Linked DNA regions of Arabidopsis thaliana: region 2 is linked to region 1. Evidence: chromatin contacts called from public targeted proximity ligation data. All regions are on one chromosome and are shown on one strand. The core of a region is the stretch at or near the end of the contact, and the rest is flanking DNA. Distances in the headings are between cores, read along the strand shown.

Region 1 (4,601 bases), core at 626-3,125:
AACCTTTCATGATCTGGTGACCACGAATACAAATCTCACCGGGTTGATTCCTCGAAAGAGAATCTCCGGTGTCTGGATCAACTATTTTCATCTCAGCATTTCTTACAACAGTACCACAAGCTCCTGACTTAACCGGAAAAGGTTCCTTTGCAAAACCTAACGACATTGCTAGCACTGGACCTGCTTCCGTCATTCCGTATCCCTAATCATTTAATAAATTAAAGTTAGTTACGTAAAATTTAAAACTGAAGTGGCAAATTTCTTAAAAACGTTTTTGGTCAAATTTTGTATAACATTTATATTTTTTTTTACTATAAGAAATAAATAAAAATATGTCATCTGAGTAGCCAAAAATGTGATTATGCAGAAAATATAAAAAAATCGCACACAGTTGAATAATTTGGTTTTACTTTATTTGATCAAAATACAAACTGTATATAGGTATTTACTTATGTTATGTTTTTCAGTTAATTATGAGATTTCATTCCGTATAGTTATTTCGATTTTCCAAATTCGTATGATTCCGTATTTCCCAAAAAAAATATACCTGACCGAGTTTGGCATTAGGAAACTTGGCATTAACGGCATCTTCAAGTTCTTTACCAAGAGGAGCAGCACCAGATTTCACCACTCTTATCGAGCTCAAATCATACTTCTCCGTCTCCGAAGACTTCGCAATGGCCAACACAATCGGCGGAACCATCGGAGCCACCGTCACTTTACACCTCTGGATCAGCTCCAATAGCAGATTGATCTCAAACTTCGGCATTATCAGAATCGCCGCACCAACTCTAAGACCACACAACATGATCGAGTTCAAAGCGTAGATATGAAACATGGGCAAAACACAGAGTATGACGTCATCGCTGTGGAAATAAAGATTCGGGTTCTCGCCGTCGACTTGCTGAGCAACGCTCGTGACTAGTCCCTTGTGAGTCAGCATCACTCCTTTTGGTAATCCCGTCGTGCCAGAGGAGTAAGGTAGTGCCACCACGTCGTCCGGTGAAATCTCCACCGAGTCGATGACTTCTGATGCCTCGGTTGTCGACTGAGTCAACTCGGTGAAGCGGAGGCAGCCTTCAGGGATTGGCACGGATTCGTTGTCGTCGATGCAGACGATGACTACTCCGTCGTCGTTTTGAAGTGGTTTGATTTTGTCGACGTAACGAGCTTCGGTGATTATGAGTTTGGTGTTGGAGGCTTTGGCTTGTTTAGCTATCTCCGCCGGAGTGAAGAAAGGGTTTGCGGCGGTGGCGGTTGCGCCGCGGAAGGAGGCGGCGAGGAAAGAGAGGACGAATTCGGGACAGTTTGGGAGGAGGAGCATGACGACGTCGTTTTGGTTAACGCCGAGTTTGTGAAAATTGGCGGCGATTTGGCGGGAGATGACGTGGACGTCGGAGTAAGTGTACACGTGGCCGGTTGGTCCGTTGATTAGGCAAGGCTTAGTGGCGAATTCGGAGATGTTTTGGAAGATGTAGTCGTGGAGAGATAGGTGGTTCGGGATGTAAATATCCGGTAACTTTGATCGGAAAATGACGTCACTGTTGTTGTTGTTGCTCTGTTTCTCCATCACCTGAGAAACTGCTTGTTCTTGTGGCGCCATTGTAAATAGTAAATATTGTGATATTCAAAGATTTAGGTGGAAAAAAAAGGTTGGTTTTTTTGGTTGTGTGAATTTTAGGCTTTGGCCTGAAGGAAACAGGAGTTGTATCGGAGGAGTTCATATAGACAATTCACCGGAGTAGACGGTGGGGTTGGTGAAAATGTTAGTGTTGTTGTTTCATGATTTTGCTGAGGGTGATTTTGTCATTTAATCTTTTTTGAGTATGGGTTTCTCAAATTTTCACGTTGCGTTTGGTAAGCTGCATTTCTTTCTTTTAAAATCACATAAACTAGTGGTAATATATTTATAAGCAAATTTGTATTTTTCTGAAAAATTAACTGGATTTTGTATTTTTCATAAGCAAATTTCTTTGTTGAAATGTTATATTTTATTTATTTTTATGTTAATTATAGTAAATAAAAAAAGAATGGTTATTTAAGAATATTTGCAAAAAAAAAAAATGTAACAATTAATGTAAAAAAAAATGTTTTGATAACGTATTACCGTAATTGAATATGTTTCTTCACATGATTTAATTAAATAAAGTAATGATTTGTATGTTTTTCCAATTTTTACCATATAAGCGATAAAATCAACCTTGGCATATGTTCTTTTCCATTTTGGGCATATATATTCTAAGAAAAAAAAGAAGTAAAAACAGTTTGTATGATACTTTTAATAGATAAGCCAAAAAAATCATGTAAAATGACATAGCCAAAAGTTATATTATAAATATATGCTATATTTGGGTATATATGAGTGTATCATACTCTAACAATTTCTTCATTTGTTGTTGATTTGGTCTATTTTGGTTCCATAAAAGACATATATATTACCAACGACCACGGAACCCGTATATGAACAATTGAACGTCAACGGTATATGAACAATTGAACAATTGAACCCGTATAATTTTATTTTATTTCTACAACCATTTAATTCAACTTTGGAGACCAGTCAAATCCATTTGGATAAAAAGAAAGTTATGGGCTAAAAGTGTAAAGCTTGAGAAATAAAGGGGTAGGGTTGGAAATAAAGGAAATGGGTTTGGTAAGAGAAGAAGAGTGGGTTGGTGAAGATAGCGAGAGATATATTGATTGGGCTTTGGTGGAAGAGTGGGCCCATGTTGACGATATAACCGAAGCAATAGTCCAAGTAAAAATTGAAATATTTGACGATAAATCTTCATTTCTTCACCAACCCCACCATTTTTAATATTCTTTTATATAAAAATCGTAATAATCATGACCATAATACATATATCTCCAAAATCAATGGACAATATAGCCTTCACCAAACTCATCCTTCAACTGATATGTTTTTTTTTAAAACCGGAGGTATTAGAGACCGAAAATTTTGAAATTAATAAGAATTTGGGTCTTTTTTAAGACTAAAAAAATATTTACAAATGACCAAAATGCAAGATGCAAGAATTTTTTGTTTTCTGAGAAAAATCTATATAAAACGTAAAATCTCATCAAAAATTCTACATTTCAAACGGGCTACTAAGTACTAACCCATCACAACTTGGTTTGATTTGTTCGTAAATGGGTTCTTGTATTGAGATTTATTTACTATTAGGCTTAGAAAAAGATTCACCACACAAATGCTATGGATATTGGCATTGCATTTACAACCAATTGTGTCAGCAAAAGAAAAGAGACAATTAATGGATAATAATCATATATAGCTATTTATTTTTGTGAAAGCGATGTCAAAATATAAGTGAATACAAAACTGCTTCGTCAATATGCCAAATGTAAGGCTTTGACAAAAAAATATATATGCCAAATGTAATGGACAGTGATACTATTACTTTTCGACATGAATCATTTATTACATAATAATGCTTGAAAGTGATTGAGAATGTATTAATTCAAATGCTACGAACTGATCAACATTTGTATGCAAAAACATATTAGTACATATTTTCTTATCAAATAATAGTTTTAAACATGAAGAATAGACTATATTCCATAGACCAAACATCTGAATATTCTTAAAACAAGGATAAAACGATAATATGTACCATGAAACCAGTCTTAGGAATTATTTACATAGTAATTAGTAAAAGACTATTTATGCAAAGTCATGTTTTATACATTTCTCAAAAAGAGAATGGATTAAAGTAATTATGGCAAGTATCGAGACCCATGCTTAGTTGGGTTTGGTAATAAGATACGCTTCACGCTTGTGTGTGATGTCTTTTCCAATTGATAAAAGTTTAGGCATTTTACTTGAGAGTATAAATTATCATTTTGTTATATTTCAAACAAATTATATGAATGTTGTGTAAGATTTCTTTCATTTTCGGAAATGTTTCTTACAAAACATGCAAAAGAAAGGTTTGGAGAATGTCTCTCTCTAGTCTCTTACCCGTGTCTCCTAATAAGCCTAACCTTTACCAAACATGAAGACTCAAAAACTCATGCTGTTGTTGGTGAATGGCAAAACCGTCAATTCAATGGTCCACACCAACACACATGGTGAAGAAGTCCAAGTCATCAAATGTTGATTGATTCTACAGCTCTGCAAAAAGATTTACTTTTCAGTTTCCATCATATAACTTCTCAACTCCTCTCATAATCCAAATCTTATGTGCTATTGTTTAGTGTCATTATCTGTGTAACCACCTTACTTCGTCTTCTTAACCAGAAAAATGAATCAAAATATTGAAGAAATAAAGTTTATTTTGCTGATTGTTTGCTTGTTAGTACCTTCAGCTGCAACACTTCTAGGAGTCAGCAAAAGAATTTTTCAAGAGACAGGTAACACTTTTCAATCTTGATAAATTCAAATCTCATTTTCTTGCAACTAAACTCGAACACATTGCGAAAACCTTGTTTCACCTTTTATGAACGTAAAAAATGTTATCTACTCATAAAAAAAACAAAGTCAGCAACAATCTTCATAAATATGCAACGGTTATCAGTCACCTAATCGTATACGAAATCATCAACAGAGGCCACTTGACCTAGCGAGCCACCACTGAAAAAGG
Region 2 (4,601 bases), core at 1,020-3,519, 38 kb after region 1:
TCATAATCTCGACAGGAGACCGCCGCTACGAGAACGGATTACAAGTCTGGTTCTCGACAAGGCTCTAGACTCTCTCTGCTCTTTCTGTTAAGCTCTCAGATTGTAATTTCTTATCAAAACAACTATTTCAACTCACATAAGATTAAGCTGATGTAAAAAGTTATTTTTCTTTTTGAATATAATTTGACATTTTCTTCAAAAAAATAAATAAAGTATGCATTTATGGTTTACTTGCAAAAATTGGGGAATGGAAAAACAAGAAATGGAACGGGACGGGATAGAACATGTACATATGTGCTTTCAGAGATATGTCTTAAAACTTATTTTGACGGAGGAAGAAGAAGAGTGATAGTTTGGTCGATGGTGGTGATGGTGTCTTGCGATCAAAGTCGCGAATCTAAGACACATATTTGGTGTGCCAAGATTTCGTTTAAGAGACAAGAAGGTGTAGGAGAGCTTTGGAAATATATGTTGAATGGTCTAAGATTGTGTTACACTTTCGCAGATGTAACGTTCCTAGTTCCTATTTCCTTTTGAATTCTATTATTGTTACTTATTGATCATGAGATTTTAATATTTTATTTTAGTTTTTGAGAGGATCTAGAATTTTTGAGGTATAACTTTTTGGGTATAACCTTAAGAGATGATTGATTACATCCAGCTTGGACAAAAGTGGCTAATTGATTATATCATTCCACTAAAATGATGATACTCCGGAATGTAGACTCTCAAAGCAATCAATGAGTTGAGCTTAAGGCGCATATCGTTCCATTGATTGTAAGTCTTATTTAGATTCTTCTAAGCTTTTTTTTTTTTTTCTTTTCTTTTATGTTAAATTGTGCGAATTTCAGATCTTTTGACCTTATATATTTTTTAGTGTCTGGAATCAATTTTGAGTTCATTACTATTTAATAAATGTCTTTCCGTCCTAAAAGAAGGTTTGAATCCGGAGCGCAAAGGAATCAACCACTTGAGCTACAACTAGGTTACCAACCCATTTTGGTAGGTTTGTTGCTATTAAATACGAGAGTTCTCGTTCTAGTTCCAGATACAGATATGGGCATCATGCCATCTTTAATCATTTATTTTGTGTTTTGAAATGCATTACCGTATACAGGGCCGGTCCTAGCCTAAAACTGGTAAAGGCTTTGCTTTAGGCGCCAAAAAATATATGTAGTACAAAGGGCATCAATTTCTGAAAACATTTTATAGTGTAGTGGTTAGCTCTAAATGTAGATAATTGTTTTTATGGTGCATAGTTTAAATCTCAATTTTGTTATTTTGTGACTTTTCTAAATGTATGAACTTAAAAATGCTTTAGACACTCAAATCTCTTGGGGCGGCTCTTACCACATGAGATGGAAATTTAAGATTAAGAGTGAAAATTTGTATAAAAATATTTAATTGTCCTAAATAAGGGTTCATTTATCTTGATCTCGAACTTGTTTCGACGGATCCATGATTTTACAATCTAAGATCCGGTCACTATAGACATCTTATTTTCATGATCGAATAAGAACTCGGATAATTATTCAAGCTCTAGTGCTAGTGGATTATTACGTCAACTAATCTTGCAATATATTATTGTTTAAATATGGGAAGAACAGAAAAATCAACTTTTTATCAAAAAAGAGAAGGAAAAAAACACTAAATTGAATTTATTAAACACGTTCTCCACGTGCGTTATAGCTGTTCGTACCAACAGCAAAATGGACCGTCCACCAATTAGATTAGAACCATTCAATGTTATACTTTTCTTTTTTCACGTGTCACAAGAAGAACTTAAAAATGAATATGAAAACGAAAAATAATTCCTCCAATCCAAAAGAAAAAAGATTTTGAAAATTAGTACACGATAGTGAAATGCACTTTATCAAAAACACAAACTTGTTTTGTTTTTTCTTATTATGTTTAATAATTAAAAAATAATCTTTACGGTTCATATAATTTGAGTTTGGCTACTTTTCTTACTTCAATTTGGCTACTTGTATAAAACAGTGAGATAATAATTTCTTTGACGTTAAAATTACACAATTTCCAAATGCAGAAACTTCAACAAGAGACATGTAGGGAAAGAATGGTGGCTTGTTTGGCTTATTTACAATTTTTAAGTTTTAATCCAAAGAAAAGAAGATCCCATCACTCTTTTCAACAAAAAAAAAGTTATCAAATTAATCATTAAATCAGTCACGTAAACGAATGTTTTCTTACAAATAATTTTGGGATTCGAGGAAAATTACCAAAAAAAAATTAAAATAGAATAAAATAAAATAAAATGAAAGACTTCATGAGAAAATAGAGACGAAGTTAAGTTGTGTTTGGCTTTGAGCTTTGGCTACTTGGGATTTAAATACCACTTTTTTGCTTCTTGTACCCCTGCTTCATCATCACGCACACCTCTCTTAACTTCTTCGATCTCTTCTTTTTCTCTACACGATTCGATTGATTCAAGTATCAATCAATCGAATCCGAGATAAGTCATGAGTTTCTTCAAATGGGTTTCTTTTGTTTTGATCCTTCACTTGCTTAATCCGACTCTGATTTCATGTTCCTCTAATGGGTTATCTCAAATACCTTCAAAGTTTCTTACTTTGGCTAAAAGGAATGATTTTTTCGATTGGATGGTTGGAATCAGAAGGAGAATCCATGAGAATCCAGAGTTAGGTTATGAGGAAGTAGAGACATCTAAGCTTGTTAGAGCAGAGTTGGAGAAGATGGGTGTTTCTTATAAGTACCCAGTTGCTGTTACTGGTGTTGTTGGGTATGTTGGAACTGGTCATGCTCCTTTTGTTGCTTTAAGGGCTGATATGGATGCACTTGCTATGCAGGTATTTGCTCTCAAAATCTGGAATTGACTTGTTCTCTTAGCTTCTCATGGAACAGTGTGGCTTTTTTTGTTTTTGTTTTTCTGTTTGATACTTGAAGTTTTGTGTTTTCGGTTTTGGTTATATGTATCTATAGTGTAGTTGAAGATTTGTTGAGTTTACTTCTCTGTGGGATCTGATTTCTGATGTGATTTGCAGTTTCTTGAATTGTTGGTGGAATTATGGTAAGTGTTGTTTTGTTTTGGGTGGATTCTTATTGGACAGATTATGTTGGATTGTGTAGGAAATGGTGGAATGGGAACACAAGAGTAAGGTTCCAGGGAAGATGCACGCTTGTGGACATGACGCTCACACTACGATGCTTCTCGGTGCTGCAAAATTGCTCAAAGAACATGAAGAAGAGCTACAGGTTTAGTTTTGACACTGGATTTTCCTAGTTTTAAAATTTGAGTCTGTCGAAATCATCATGATGTTTGGATTCTTGAAACTTGTTGGACATTTTCTTGATCAGGGCACAGTGGTTCTAGTTTTCCAACCAGCTGAGGAAGGAGGAGGAGGTGCAAAGAAGATTGTGGAGGCTGGAGTGTTGGAGAATGTGAGTGCAATCTTTGGATTACATGTCACAAATCAATTGGCATTAGGTCAAGTGAGCTCGAGAGAGGGTCCTATGTTGGCTGGTAGTGGCTTTTTCAAAGCTAAGATAAGCGGGAAAGGAGGCCACGCAGCTCTTCCGCAGCATACCATAGATCCGATACTGGCAGCTTCAAATGTTATTGTTAGCTTACAACACCTCGTTTCACGAGAGGCAGATCCTTTAGACTCTCAGGTAATAAATATAATCTTTGGCTCTTCAAATGTCTCTATATAGCATGTGGATTGATTTTATCTATGCGAGTGCTTACAGGTGGTTACAGTTGCTAAATTTGAAGGCGGTGGTGCTTTCAATGTGATTCCTGACTCTGTTACTATCGGTGGTACATTCCGAGCTTTTTCAACTAAAAGCTTTATGCAACTCAAGAAAAGAATTGAGCAGGTCAGTAACTTTACCCTCTGATGTGTAAACTTTTGTCTTACCGAACTGTTTTAACTCTCTTTGCAAATCCAATGTTTCAGGTTATCACAAGGCAAGCGAGCGTGAATATGTGTAATGCAACAGTGGATTTCATTGAAGAGGAGAAACCTTTTTTCCCACCAACTGTAAATGACAAAGCCTTACACCAGTTTTTCAAGAACGTTTCAGGCGATATGTTAGGGATTGAGAATTACGTCGAGATGCAACCATTAATGGGATCAGAAGATTTCTCTTTCTACCAACAAGCAATCCCGGGACATTTTAGCTTCGTTGGAATGCAAAACAAAGCTCGTTCACCAATGGCGAGCCCTCACTCGCCGTACTTTGAAGTTAACGAAGAATTACTACCTTATGGTGCTTCCCTTCATGCTTCCATGGCCACAAGATATCTTCTTGAACTAAAAGCTTCAACTCTAAATAAGAGTAACAAAAAAGATGAACTTTGATGCCAACAAACATTGGCTTCTCCTATTCTTCTACTCTGAAAAATGTCAAAACATGGTAACAGTTTTTTCTTTTTTACAGAGCCTGCCATGTAAAGATTAATAAATTGTTATGCAGTGTCAAGCTTCTATTAAATCCAAGAAATGTTATTACTGCAAACAAAAACAGATTTGGGCCATTGCAATGAGAGAGCTGAAACGGTCAATTTAAACAAATCAGATTGAGAGATTTCAGAAGATTCGACGCATAAACAAATGCTA

What was found.
Region 2: a contact with region 1 is called in a targeted proximity ligation map of shoot, with 10 read pairs.

The regions. Positions count from the first base shown.
Region 1 is chr1:19,159,862-19,164,462 of TAIR10.1, forward strand. 4CL1 (4-coumarate:CoA ligase 1) reads right to left here and starts at 1,876. Exons shown (of 4, transcript NM_104046.3): 1 at 548-1,876; 2 at 1-202. The coding sequence starts at 1,603. B ALPHA (protein phosphatase 2A 55 kDa regulatory subunit B alpha isoform) reads left to right here and starts at 3,982. Exons shown (of 15, transcript NM_104047.4): 1 at 3,982-4,371.
Region 2 is chr1:19,197,082-19,201,682 of TAIR10.1, forward strand. It overlaps IAR3 (peptidase M20/M25/M40 family protein), which reads left to right and starts at 2,270. Exons shown (of 5, transcript NM_104055.4): 1 at 2,270-2,828; 2 at 3,109-3,234; 3 at 3,337-3,651; 4 at 3,730-3,858; 5 at 3,939-4,601. The coding sequence starts at 2,481. The coding sequence ends at 4,343. It also overlaps the pseudogene AT1G51750.